Linked DNA regions of Oryctolagus cuniculus: region 2 is linked to region 1. The links are chromatin contacts, called in public Micro-C maps. All regions are on one chromosome and are shown on one strand. The core of a region is the stretch at or near the end of the contact, and the rest is flanking DNA. Distances in the headings are between cores, read along the strand shown.

The links. A called contact is a pair of places that touch in the nucleus more often than the background predicts.
Region 2: a contact with region 1 is called in a Micro-C map of ear pinna, with 4 times the contacts expected there. The contact joins the promoter of LOC108177293 here to the promoter of SMIM15 in region 1. A contact is called at or near these places in 3 of 6 Hi-C or Micro-C datasets (ear pinna, psoas muscle and an unstated tissue).

What each region holds. Positions count from the first base shown.
Region 1 is chr14:82,009,664-82,016,302 of mOryCun1.1, reverse strand. SMIM15 (small integral membrane protein 15) reads left to right here and starts at 4,942. Exons shown (of 4, transcript XM_070056740.1): 1 at 4,942-5,078; 2 at 5,499-5,608; 3 at 6,155-6,308. All of the region lies in intron 3 of NDUFAF2 (NADH:ubiquinone oxidoreductase complex assembly factor 2), which reads right to left.
Region 2 is chr14:82,188,359-82,195,985 of mOryCun1.1, reverse strand. It overlaps LOC108177293 (translation initiation factor IF-2), which reads left to right and starts at 2,947. Exons shown (of 6, transcript XR_011382059.1): 1 at 2,947-3,134. It overlaps ZSWIM6 (zinc finger SWIM-type containing 6), which reads right to left and starts at 2,821. Exons shown (of 14, transcript XM_070056741.1): 1 at 1,975-2,821. The coding sequence starts at 2,779.

The DNA of each region.
Region 1 (6,639 bases), core at 3,693-6,192:
AAGTTAACTTTTCACCATTAGAATACAACTCGACACTAAAAGGTGAACTCCGAGAGACAGCTGGATCTTTCTTTGGAAATCTCACCTGGGTGGACACGGGTAGGTGTGATTTGCCAAGGGATGTGCTGAGGCTGCAGTAGGCCTGCTGGTCATCTGTGAGTCTAGGGCTGCCAGGCCTCACCACCACACGTGCACGTTGGCTTCCTTGGCAGCACTGGCCTCCAGAGGAGCTTGTCAGAAATAAGATTTTGGGGCTGGTGCTGTGGCATAGGAGGTAAAGCCACTGCTTGCAGTGCTGCCATCCCATATGGGTGCCGGTTTAGGTCCCAGCTGCTCCACTTCCAATCCAGCTCTCTGCTATGGCCTGGGAGAGCACTGGAAGATGGCCCAAGTCCTTGGGCCCCTGCACCCACATGGGACACCTGGAAGAAGCTCCTGGCTCCTGGTTCCTGGCTTTGGATTGGCCCAGTTCCGGCCATAGCGCCCATTTGGGGAGTTAACCAGCAGATGGAAGATCTTTCTCTTTCTCTTTCTGCCTCTCTCTAACTCTGCCTTTCAAATAAAAAAAATAAATAAACATTTAAAAAACAAAAAGAAACAATGCTGTCTGCAGTCTTTCGGTAACTCTCTCTGCTTTGGTCCAATCTTGGTATCAAGGTGACCATTAACTCCAGAATATCACCCTCTGATATTCTGATATCAAATAACCGTTTCTGTGGCTCCATACTCCCTGAAGAACACACAGACCCCGTCACCCAGCCTCCCCTACTTCCTGAGCCCTGGAACCGTATCTGCCGAAAACCCTACTCCCGTGCGCAGCTGTGAACGCAGCCCTCCACGTGCGGCCCTGCGGCTGTTTGCACGCGTGTTCTTCCCGTGCAGAGCTGTCTCCGGCACGGCACAGCCTGGATGCCATTCACCCCGTTCCCAGCTGCCTCCAGGTGGGCGTCCTCTTCAGCCTGGGTCCTCAAAAGACTGACTTCCTGCTGGCACTCCTCCTCTTCCTAGCAAGTCTGCCAATACTCGTTAGCATTTTCTTTGATGTAAGGAAGTAAAAGGTCCTTCGATTCCTGACAAGTTCACAGTGACTCTGGCGGGCACCGAAAGCAGGACCATTTCGCTACCTATTCGGGTATCAGCCTACAGGTACCAGGGCTGAGAGGGGTGTTGGCTACGCCCCCAGGACCGCCCTGGCCTTCGCACCAGTCCAGCAACAATCTTGGAGCCAGGGGCAGCGCACAGCCTAAGGGGAGGGAGGGAGGTCACATCTGAGAACCTGAAGCGGGGGAAGGTGGCCGCCCAGAAGCCCTGACCTCCAATCTCCCGGTTCTTGTTTTGAAGACATTCTCTCTTTCAGAAACTTTTCATTATCTCCTTAACTGGCCATAAGTGGAAGACGCATGCCTTCTAGTTTGAACAAGTATTTCCTGATAGCATTAGATCATATTTAATTTTGGAAGTGTGTATGCCAAATAACACTTAGTAATGGTTAAAAATAAATAACAGTAATTGAAAAACATTCTTTTGTCTAGCTGGACAGGCCTGCATGAGTTTTCCAGAAACTAATTTGGTGATACTCTGCAAGTACAGCAGGTTGAAAGGAAATGGGCAGAGTTACGACTGATTCAGAGGGGAGGTGAACGGGAATGACCCACTGAGGGACTGGCCTACTAGCAGAGAAAGGCAAAACAAGGAAGTCAGAGGTTGACAGGTCACATGTGCTGGATGAAGTAGCCTTCAACTGGCGAGGTTGCAAAAAACCTCCCCAGCACTGGCTCTTTGAGACATGCTGCCACCACCTGGGCAACAGGCAGTTTGGAAGCATGGAGGGATTTTAGTTGTTATTATTGCATAACCATTATACAGTCAAAAAACATACTTTCATTTTACAAAATTAGCATTTTTGACCAAGTATGTGAACATTAAAGAAGAGGAAGGATTTTGTCTGTATGTGTTTGGAATAGTCTAACTTTTTAGGTCTCTAGTTCCTGCTCTGTGGCTTTGGTCTCAGGATTTTAGCATGACGCTCAGTACCTGGCACACAGTAAAGACTCATTAAGTAGCTTTAAAAAAATGCGGGTGGATAGTGAACATGTTTGTATCCTATGCTGGCGTGCCTGAGTTCCACACTCATCGCTGGGTCCTGATTCCAGCTTCCTGTTAATGTAGTCCCTGGGAGGCAGTGGTGGTGGTTCAAGTAAGTGGGTTCCTGCTAACCATATGGGAGACTTGGACTGTGGCCCAGGCTCCTGGCTTTGTACTACCGTCCCCACTATTGTGGGCATCTAGGGAGTGAACCACTGGATGGGAGCTCTGTCTCTCAAATAAATGAACATTTAAAAAATTCTTGACTATCCTCTTTGAAATAGTAATAAAATTAATTCTTTAAAGTCATATAAGTATACCTGAAGTTGGTTTACTCACAAAATGCCCACAATAACTAGGGCTGAGCAGGGCTGAAGCTAGGAACCAGGATTTAATGTTTCTCCTACATGGGTGGTAGAGACTCAAGTACTTCAGCTATCACCTGCTGGCTCCCAGGATACACATTAGCAGGAAGCTAATTCCAAAGTAGAGGTGGGACTGAAACCCATGCACTGCAATACAGGATGCAGGTGTCTTAAGTGCAGCTTAACTCTTGTGCCAAACACTTGCTCCTCACACTTGCCCCTAAATTGGTATTCTGAAAGATAGTTAAGACAGAATAGAAACCTGATTAAGGATCTGTTCAAGGAAGACCTAAAGAAAACTGGCAATGCTGTTTCTTCTAAATATCTTACTATGCTGCTGTTGATGAAGCAAAAGGCAAAAAAATAGCCGAGTCTGTTCAATTTGTAGGTGTGTGGTTTTTTTTTTTTTTTTTTTTTTTTTTTTTTTTTTAATTACAGGCAGAGTGGACAGTTAGAGAAAGAGAGAGAGAGAAAGGTCTTCCTTTTGCTGTTGGTTCACCCTCCAATGGCCGCCGCGCTGATCTGATGGCAGGAGCCAGGTACTTCTCCTGGTCTCCCATGCGGGTGCAGGGCCCAAGGACTTGGGCCATTCTCCACTGCACTCCCTGGCCACAGCAGAGAGCTGGCCTGGAAGAGGAGCAACCGGGACAGAATCCGGCGCCCCGACCGGGACTAGAACCCGGTGTGCCGGCGCCGCAAGGTGGAGGATTAGCCTAGTGAGCCGCGGCGCCGGCCTTAATTTGTAGGTTTTTAAAAGCTGAAAAGCCACTAGAGATCACCCAGTGTGCAGAAGAGGAAACAGGTTCCGAGTGATGCATCAGCAAATTCAGGCTAGTGGTGAGACAGGATCCGTGACCTTCAGCCCCCAAGTTCAGACTCACTGCAGAAAGTAACCCTTGGTAATCGTTCCTGGGCTTGTAGCCTGCTCCGTAACTAGAAGCTAGATCAGTGAAATTCGATTGTTGAAGACACGGGCTAGATTGCAGGCAAGACCTGCCTACAGAGGTTTCCGACTTGTGTGCCTTTTCTTCCTGCCTGGGACTCCTATGCTTTTAACCTGAGATGTACCAGAACAATTCCTGGGAGGAAGTGATTGGAAAAACCGTCTACCCAGGATTCAAACTGGCCTCTGGAAGAAACGGTGTTAAAATAATAAATTCAAAGCCGTTCTTTGATTCACTGCTTGGGTGTTTAAAAAAAATCCAGATAATTCTAGCGAGTAAAGTTTTCAGTGCACACAATCCTGCGACTGAGTCTGCTCTTTCTGGCTACCACAGGTACAGGCGAGGTCTAGGCAGGCAGACTTTGAAACCATCATCCAGGTTTTCAAACAAGAATGAGTAAGACAACTGCTGGTAATACAACATGCAAACATTAACATATGCCCAAGGAACAGTATTTTAGATCGTTACATTATCTGCCAAAAGCCTGTTCCCTGGTAAATAATAGTTACTGTTGTTATACCTAAACTAGTTATACATGTCACAGCTTGCTCCTCAAAGAACATGCTATGGTCTTTCAAGAATAAAAACCTGCTTTGTTTGGCACACAACAGCGAAGAGGTCTTGCAACATTTGCCAGAGGTAATCAAACAGAGCAGCTCCGTGCAAGCAACAGCAAAATCTGGTCACCAACCAAAGCAGAGCTAAGCTTTCAGTTCCTGAAGATCAGAAGACAATATTAACTCACCCTTTCTGCTTGTTGACTTTTGCATCGCTGTATTTGTGTATTGAAAGAACAAGTACCTCTGTGGGAACTCTATGCCCTGGCAGTTTAATTATTTATCAAGTTTACTTTGGACAAGTATCGATCATTCTTTTGTGAAATGAGTGAAGTTCTTAAATTAAAAACAAACAAACAACAGAACGCCGTTCTCACGCGGCATGGCTGCATCGCCCCTTCATGACGAGGTTCAGGAGACCCCTCACGGCTCCGCGGCTGCTTTGTCTGTCTGCTCTACGTGAGGACTTCGCGATCGTCCGGGCCGGTTCTCCACCAGCTCGCCAGCATCCGTCAGGGCACCATCGCCTGGACCCGGCGGCTGGTGAGGGCCGGGGACCATTGCCTCCCCCCCGCCGCTCGGGGTCTGGGGTCTGGGCCTCCCGCGGCCGGAGACCTCACGCCCCCGGGACCCTCCGGCTCTCCGGCTGCAGCAGCAGCGGGTGCTGCTCCCCCGGCCGGCCTCGCGGAAGACCCCATAGTTTCGGACCCGCTCCTGCAGGCCTGAGGCCGCACAGCGCCTGGTCGCACACCCCTTCGCGCCCGGCCGGCGGCCAGCGCGTCGGGCTGCGGTCCCCGCGGGGAGTCCCCGCGCCGCGCGGCCTCACCTGCCGCTCCCCGGAAATCTCGGCGCCGCCGGGCCCTCCCTCCCCTCCGCGTCCTCGAAGTCCAGGTCCCGGGGCCCAGCGAGCCCCCGCGCAGCCGGAACTGGCCGCCGGCCCTCCCCACGCCCAGGTCCCGGCGGGGCCCGTCTGTGGGCGGGACGCGAGGGCCGCGGCTTCCGCCTTCCTGCTTCCGGCCGGGCGGCGCGCGGGGAGCGGGAGTCCGGGCCCCCGGCGCGCGCGGGAGTGGAGCCTGGTGGCGGCCGCTGCCGTGCGGAGCGGAGCGGAGCGGAGCTGGCGTCGCAAGGTGCGGCGGGGTCGACCGCGGGCCCCCGGGCTTGCGGGGCTGTGCGCGCCCCGCCCGGGCCGCGGCGGGTCGAGGAAGCCTGCGTTTTGCAGGCCCGGGGGCAGCGGTGAACGTGGCCCCGAGCGCCCTGGGCCCCGATGGGGTAAGGAAGGAGGAAAGGACAAAGGAGCGAGTGCGGGCGGCGGCCCAGGGCCCCGCACCCCCTTACCTCGTGGGGTGCCTGGCAGGGCTGGTGGCGAGAGGAAGCCCCGCCGACCAGTTTGCGGGGGACGGAGACGAGACAGGCGCCCAGGTCCCAGAGGAGACAGGGGAGATGCGTGTGCGCCTTTTGGACAGTAACTCGTTTCCTTGTGTTCCCAGCTGAAACTTCTGCCCTAAGACGGGTCCTTGACTCCTGCTTCACCCCCCTCTTTATTGCAGAGTTCTTTTGCTTATCTCTGAAACTTGAAGTAGTTAACTCGTCGGCCTGGAGAAAGATCCATCCCAGAAGAGCCTGGTTCGACCGTGTGGCGTAGGAAGTCTGGGCGAAGGTATTTAATGAAGTGGGAGGACACCTGGGTGTGCTCTGGTTGAAAATCGATTTTCGTTGAAAATTAGAAGAAACCATGGAAAGACATGAAAGTGGCAGTTGCCTTGAGGGGATGGGATTGCTGATGAATTTAAGTTTCTTTGGTCTGTCTCTTCCTATAAAGGACCTGAATTGTACACCAGATAACCCTTGCTTGTGCCAGGTGCTTGAGTTGGTAATGATGTACCCAAATCCAGTGAACAATACCGTGTAACTTCTCACTACCAACTTTTTTTTTTTTTTTTTACTGTTAGTGAACGTCATCGATAATTTTATTCTTGAAATAAGTAACTTAAAATACTTGATTTCCAGTAATAGGAATTTCTTAGAGGACATTGGCAGTTGTAGTAAACTCAAATAAAGGCAAGGTATTAAATGCTTATAATTGAGAAGCAATTTTACCTGTCAGTTTTAGGTTGCATATATAGAATTCAGTTTCCATTTAACACTTTATTGCAAGTAGCCTGAAAGTTGCAACTTAAGTGCTTTTTCTTTTCTCAGTTTTCAGCTCATCACCGGCATAGATTTCCCACGTCTCAGAAGCAAGCATACAGTAGAACTAGAGGAGGTGACAAAAACCAAAAACCGAGGGTCATCTGAAATTGTAACTGGCTCACTGATGATCGTTGGGCAAAGTTAAGAGATCACCATTCAAGCATAAGGTAAATGATGATTTTTTGTAATCCAAGCTGAAATCGTAAGTGGCTGTCTGTACACCCATTTCCTACCCAGCTACTCTAATTCTCCATCTTGAATAGGAGTTGACACAAATGTGGGAGGTAGAAAAGCCTTTGGGGCAAAATGGGAAATGGAACTCAAGTCCACACCAGCCTCACTTGCTGGACCCATCTTCCTTACCAACTCAGAAGGGATCAAAATGCAGGGCACCTGCCATCATTGCTCTTCTCGTGGATTAAATTATGTTTATTTCAATGGAGATCTTCAAAGCTCAAAGGGCATAAAATAGCATAAAATAGCACATAACTTTTTGCT
Region 2 (7,627 bases), core at 1,698-4,197, 180 kb before region 1:
TGCTTGCAAGCAGAGTCAAGCACAGAGGGGGGAAAAAAACCCTCGACACGGCCAGCCAAGCCATAAAACTCCGCAGACTCTAGTCTGTTATACTGAGAACCCAGAGACCGGCTTCCATCCGTTTCAACTAGGCAGGAAACAAACAACCCTCTCCCCAACCACCCAAATAGGTGTAACCTGAAAGAATGTTAATTAGACTTTTAAAAAAGGGGAGGGGGACAGAGAGCCGCAAAAGCTAACCCCCCTCCAGACAGAAGGAAAGGTTGCTGGGCATAGAAAAGGCAACACTGGGGAACTGGGGGCTGCCTTTGGAAATAAATGACCATGCAGAAAATCACGTTTGCAGATTGCATTAGAATTCAAATTAACCAGACAGGATTAAAACAAATCTTAATTCTCTCTTGGGGCCCTCATCCAGACCCCCACCCCACTCCCAAAAGAGAAAGATAAAAGGAACTGACTACAGAAAAAAACAGAGGAGATTAAGTTTAAAATCAAAGAGACAGAGATGCTTCCAAATCTATCCCCATTCATTTGGTATCCTGTCCACCACCATTTCAAGTAGACTAACGTGGGAGGGGGTGGGAAAATATGCCATTTGCAACCAGCAGAAAAACACGGAGAGAGGGGAGTTTCACTACAGCATTGTTCTTTTCATTCCGGCTCCAACATTCCCATCTCTAGGGCTGAAAGAGATAACTGGACAGGAAAAGAAAACACACACACACACACACACGCACACACGCACACGGAGAAGGGGGTGCCGGAGCCGCTTTTAGACCGGGCATTTAAGAAAACTCTGCCAGAGAAAGGAGGGCTGTGTGCAGCTTTTAAATCCCAAGTCCTTCTCTCGCCTTTGTCAAATATCTTCTACTTTACAAGCCCTGAAAAGAAATAGAGAGACTCTTTTGTTTGGTTTCCCCTTTTCCGAGAGTGACAAAAAATGGAAAGGGACACAAACCTGCGACAGAGAACAAAGTGCGGGGTCGTGGCGGGCGGCCGAGGGAGCCGGCGGCAGCCCTCCGCCCCGCGCCCGCGCAGCCCCGGCCGCGGGCACCTCCCGCGGACCCCCCAGCGCACACCAAACTCCGGCGGCCGCGCGCAAACCGGGAGACGCGAGCGGCTCCGGCCCGGGCTCGCGCCCCTTCATCAGGGGGCAGCCTTGCGGGGCGAGGGCCCTCCGGAGGCGCGGTGCAGCCCGCCGCCGCCGGTCTCCTGCGCCGCTCGGGGGTCCCGGAGGACCACAGTTAAGGGAAAGGCATTCGCGGCCGGGGCGGCCGGGGCGGCCGGCCGGAGCCCGCCCGGGCCAGACGCCGCAGCGCCCCGAGCGCCACCGTCGCTCGCCCGTCGGAGCCCGGAGCGGAGCGGCCGCCGAGCGGCTTTCAATGGATTATGTATTCCCCTCCCCTCAGATCGCGGGGGGCGGGGGAGAGAAAGAAAGAGGAGCGAGCGACAGACAGGGGGAGACGGGGTGGGGGGGCGCCGAGCGGCCCGGCCCCGGCCGGCATTGTCTGTGCGGCCCGCGCCCCCTCCCCCGCCCCGCACGGCCCCGCCACTCTACCCTCGCCGGAGCCCGGCCGTCCGCCCGCGCCTTTGTCCGCGCCCACCCCACCCCACCCCCGAAAACAGGCGAGCGGCCCCTCTGGGATGTGCTCCCCGGGAGGAGGGCGGGGAGAGGAGCGCGGGCCGGGGGCGCCTGCACCCACCCAGCCGACCCCGCGGAGGGGCGCGTCCTGCTGATTCATTTCGCACTCGCGCCGGCCCGTCCGGGGAGACCGGGGCGGGAGGAAATGGGCGCTCCGTTCGCGAGGACAGTCCGGGCCGGTGAGGGCACCGGGCGGGGATGCGGGCGCGCCTCGGGCTGGGGCGGGGGGGGGGGCTGTCCGCAAAGGAGGAGCGGGAGACCCCGGCCCTCCCCCCGGGACGGACGGCCGGACGGCCGGACAGACGGCCTGCAGCTGCCCCGTGACTCACCGACTTGCAGGACGTTGTCTACGCAGCCGCCCTCCAGCAGCGCGATGCCCCGGCGGAAGGGCAGCCGCGTCTCGTCGCCGCCGTCCGCCGCCCCGGCGGCCCCCACCGACGGGGCCCCGGCCCCCGCGGCGGCGGCGGCGGCGGCGGCAGCGGCGGCAGCGGCGGCGGCGGCTGAGGTGGCGGCCGGCGAGGACGAGGAGCCGCCGCCGCCGCCCGCGCCGCCCGCGCCGCCGCCCGTGCCACCGGGGCTGCCGCTGTCGTCGCCGGGGCCGCCCGCGGCGCCGCCGCCGGTGTTGAAGGACGAGTACATGCAGATCTCCCGCTCGCTGCGGGGGAAGGACCAGTAGACGATGCGGCGCTGCACCGGCTCCGGGATGCGCTCGAAGCGCTCCTCTACGCGCTGGAACGGCCACTTCTCGGCCACCCTGCGCGCCGCGATGTCCAGCAGCGATTCGGGGCTCTGGGTCTTGCCCGGCGGCAGCAGCCCCAGCGCCGCGCCGCCCCCGCACGCCGCCGCCGCCGCCGCGCCGCCCGCCCGCGGGCCGGGCCGACAGGCAGAGCTGTAGCCGCCACCCGCGCCGCCGCCGCCGCCGCCGCCGCCGCTGCTGCCCCCGCCGCCGCCACCGCCGCCGCCGCCGCCGCCGCCGCCGCCCGGCCGGCAGCAGAGCCGTTTCGCGGGAGGAGGCTGCTGTCCGCGCTCCGCCATGACCGCGCCGCTTCTAACCCGACAGCGGAAGTGCCGGGACCCTATAAACGGCACAAGGAAGCGCGACACGCACACGCCGTCGCGACGCCACGCTGCCATCTAGGGCCCGCCGCTCCTTGTACGGGCACAGGAGGTGGGGCCTGCTGCCTGACGTCGAAGTCGAGGCGGGGCTCCGATAGGGGGAACCTGGGGCTGGGGGCGGGGCCTATGCAAATCGCTGGGCTGAAACATAAATAGAGCACTCCGCGGACACGGGGGTGGCGGGGGCGGCCGGGTTGGATGCGCGGTGGGTTGTGAGAATGTCAGGCTCCTGTGACGCGGGAGGCGGGGCCCAGGCGGGGTTCCCGCGGGAGGGGGCGGGCCGCCGGGCCGGGCCTGAGGTGGGTGGGTCCCTGCGCCCCCTGCCTGCTCAACTTCCCCCTCCAGCTCCCGGCTCGTCTTTGATGTCCGACAAGTGAGGACGCGCCTCGTGGGTCGCAGCGGGGAGGGCAGGGAAAATGGGGGTATGTAAAGGGGAGGGGTCTGAGCTAAATGGGGGGCGGGGTCCGCAGGGCGATGCCCCACCCCGCCCCACCCCCGTCCGCCTGCCCGCCGTTGGGGAAAAGCCTCTGGGCGGAGGAGGCGCTTTCAAAACAAAGAAATGCGGCATGGAGCCCGGGGGACGCGGGTGGGGAGGAAGGCGGAGGAGGCGCGGCCGAGGCCGCCCGGCTGCCCGCTTCCCTTCCAGCCAGTCCGGGGGAACTTCCCCCACCCCCGGCCGAGGCTGCGGCGGCGGCGGCGGGGAGCGGGGCTGCGCGCGGCGGCTTTTTCCCCCACTTCACTTTCGCAGACCCGGGTGGGCAAGGAGCGTCCGTTCCGCTGCTCCGCGTGGCTGCAGCTCCGCAAGCGCTGAGCCCCGCCGTCCGCTCTGGCCGCGGAGCCGGCCAAATGCCAGAAAATGCGCAGAGCGCTCGCAACCTACCCCGGAGCCGCCGGCCGCGCGTCCCGAGCCGGCCGCAGCCGCAGCCGCCGCGCCGCGCCCCGCCCCGCCGCCTCGCTCCCCCAGCGCCTGCGGCCGGGAAGCTGGAGCAGCCGCGCCCGGAGACCCTGCTCGGGGTGGAGCGTGCACCGGGGCAGTGCGTTTAGCAAACACACCTTTGTGAGTACACACGCCGCGGGGGCGGGCGACACCCCCACGGGCCGCTCGGCTGCGCCCGGCGGCGGACACGGCTGCGAGCGCACCCCGTGCGCCCTCGGGTCTGCGGCCCTGCCCGGAGCCGGGCGGGCGCTCGGGACGCGCGCCGCGCTGGCTGTCGCGGGCGGCCACTCCTCCCGGGGCCCGGCGGGGCAGGGGCGCGGACGAGGGGCGAGGGCGCCGGCTCAGGCGGAGCCGCCAGCCCCGCTGTGAAGCGGGGTTCCCGCGGACACGCTTCGCCCCGCGCGGAGCCGGCGCGCGCGTTAGGGACTGCCTTCCTCCGCCGCCCCCTCTGTGTTTACTGTCAACAGCGTTGGAGATAGTGTCCCGCTGTCGGCGATAAACCCTATCTCCTTTGACACTTTCGCATCTCTTAAGGCCACGGGCTGCCGCCCTCCTGCCCGCCCGCACAGCCACGAAAAATCACGCGCGGAGGCCGATCCCGCAGACCCTGAGCCTTGCGTGGCTCCGTCGCGAGTCCTGGGCTGCGGGTCCCTGGGGCTGCGACGCGGGCGGACTTTCCATGGCTGCCTTACTTGCGAGGAAAATTTTGGTAACACGATGTTTTTTATGCATCCGTCTGGTATTTTTCTGGGCACCTCCTCCACGCCTAGGAAAAGGCCCGGACAGAAGGCTCGTTTTGGACAAATCGAAGGCGAAGTCTCTCTCCATTTGTTTTGTTCCTGGATGTCTTTTAAAGATAAAAGTAGTTTTTGATGTTTTTAAACCTTTTAGGTGATAGGACAAGAAAGTAAGCTAAAAGGGTAAACTACAACTTGGGCTCTATTTTGCCTTCAGCAACGGCCATGGTAGGAGTTTAACAGATATGGTTTGTAGATCACCCACAAAGTTATTGAGCTGCAGAGTTAAAGATGACAAACGGGTGCCCCCAGGCGGGACAAGTGATTCACTCAGGGTCCTAGGGGGTGGTAGTGGGAAAGATTAATTTACCTCGAACAGGAAAATGGACACCTTTGGAGGGGCCTAACGTTGAGAGATGTCAGTGGGTTTAAGGCGTCGCCCTTCCCTAGAAAGATCTAGTTTAACTTTCAAAGACAAATGCAGCTTCGCCTCGCCCCCCGCCCCCCCCCCACACACACACAGAGGCATGACCCCTTGCCCACAGCGTTCTCTGAGGGCTGCGCCCACTCTCCCCTGCAGCCACGGCTGGGCCGGGCTCTCAGGATTTCCCTGGCGCTGCCCTGCCTCCCTTGTCTCCGGGTCATCTTTTCTTCCTCCGAAATGTTCAATGTAACCCTGCCCTGCAACCTGTGGTGGCTGATGGCCCTTCCTCTCTCTCGGGAACCATTCACCCTACAGCTGTCCCCGCAACAGTACTGTCTGCCCCTCGGCTCACTAGTTTCTTCCTGGAGGCCAGTTCACATTTCCAAGATCACCAGGATACCCCTGGCCACCTTAGACGCAAAGTACCACCTTTCCCAGAGCCCAGTCTCCCCTGGGTGTTGGTGACTGTTACACCCCCTTTCCAAGGCTTGCCACCCTGTGCCTTGTTGACTGCCTCTCGCCTGCAGCTCCCACACCCGGCGTGCTGTGTTGTCTATCCCAGCCCCTCTTCACTGCTCATAGTCGATTATTCCTCCTCCTCGCTCTGCGGGAGCCTCCTGGCTGGTGTGTCTGCATAGGCTTTCCTCCTCCACACCATCTCCCACTCAGCTGCTGTGTTTCCCAAAGTACATCTCTGACGGTGTCACCACTTCCCCAAGGCCCTCTCCGCGGCTGCTGGAAGGAGTCCAGACTCAGAGCTGATCCTAACCAAAGCCAAGTTTCCAGCCTGGACTCCTGTTCAAGCCCAACAGACCTTCTCCCAGTTCCCCTGCAGGATGTAGGGAATGTTCCAGCAGGACCCCGCGCTCTGCACAATTACTCTGGGCAGTCCTGCTGCCTCAGGGCTCTCTCTTCCCTTGCAACTTGTCAAGTTGCCAGTCTCCCTTCAGTGATTTGCCCCAAGGCGACTTCCTCTGGGAAAAGGAAGCCCACCTGGATGTGTGATCTCTCCCACTCCTCAAGCCCCTCTAAAACTGCAGGTCTTCCTTGTGACATTTCGGTCATCTGCCTAGCACCACAGTTACCTTCAGACTTGCCTAAGCCTTGTCTGCTCTCTCTGCTGACTAGAAATTCTCTGAGGGTTGGGATCCTGCGTCATCCATTTCTGTAGCCCCAAAGTGCCTGGCCCTGCACTGCAAGGCTTCTGTCTCCCTGGAGGTTGGCTACACCCATGAGCCCAGAGAGAAGTAAGCAATGGTATGTCATCTTTGGCTGGTGCTTGTGCCACCTCCGATTTCGGGAGATTTATAGTGGGGTGTGTGTGTGTGTGTGTGTGTGTGTGTCCATGGAAATCATTACTAAATTCCAGCAGGCCTCTAACCCCCGGGACCAAATCAAGGGGAAGAACCCTCTCCAGTGTGTTTACCGTTAGGCAATGGGTGGGAAATCAAAGTACAGAAAGTTTAGAGTTTCCCACGTGAGTGAGTCATCATAGCACATCACACCGGACTACATCCGCCAGCCCCAGGCTCCCAGCAGACTGCATGAACAGCACTGCGACTGGCTACACTGACGAACTTAAGAAAGAGGGGCCACCCCCTGCCACCGAAGCACCATACACCGCCTCTGGCCCATTGCATTTGGATGTACATGTGGATGGCAAAGCAATTTACTGGACAAGGGCAGTGGAGTACTAGCCAGAAAGCTATCATGGCTCCTCCACCATCCTTCTATTTTAAAACGAAAACTTTGAATAAGTTCAGTAGAGGTTCATCAAATTCCTGGGGCACTGGTTTTCAAAGAGACCCCTAGGGAGCCCCCAAAGCATAATGCACACGGAAATGAATATGTGGGGCAAGCTCCCCAGTCAGTTGTCTCTACTCTGACGTTTGAAAGCTATCCTTTGGGGGCAAGAACTTCACACAGCCCAGCGCTTAAGAGGAGGCCACGGAGAGAGCAAATGACCTTGCCTCGTCTTTATTGGCAGTCATCTCAGCTAATTGAGACAGTAATTTGCCATTAGTAGGAAGAGTCCAAGACATGGAAATTGGATTAGATCTAAAGAACTTCAAGTCATTTGAAGATGGACACGACACTATATCCATTTCCATGTTGTTTTCCCTACTGGGGTATATTCTTGATGTTATAATCGCAATCGATCACATTCTGTGGACTGTAACTAAACGTGTAAAGAGAAGAAAAAACCTAAAACAGCATAGTTAACCTGAGAAACAGGCCTAATTCTCCCCTCAAATAGAGAGTGCCCCAGTGGGTTAACAAGAATGAAGCATCAGGTCTCAAAGATGGTGCTGCATCCACGAAAAATGTCCAGTATCAGAGGAACTGCCAGCAGAGTCTTCCTGGCCAGTCCTTTCCAATACGTAGATTCTTGGGCAAAAGACAAGAGGGCAGGGAATGACCAGCCCCGAGCCATCAGTCTTTCCTCTCTCTCTGAAGAGGGGAAAATTTTGGTCCATTGGAACTGTGTTAAATCCTGGAGAATGGAGCCACAGATATCTTACTGTTGGTATTTTTTTTTTTAAACAGAGCTTACATACACAATGTTTGATGGCTTCTCCACACCACAGTAAGTCATATGATGCCCCAGCCCCTACACAAGAAACACATGAAGAAACTGAGGCTCAGAGAAACTAGCCAAAAGTTATTTGGCTCCTAATCAACAGCAATTCAATTTCAGTCTGTCTGACTCCAAAGCTAGAACTTTTTCCGTTATCCAGTATTTTCCAAACTTGCCATATTGTAAGAAT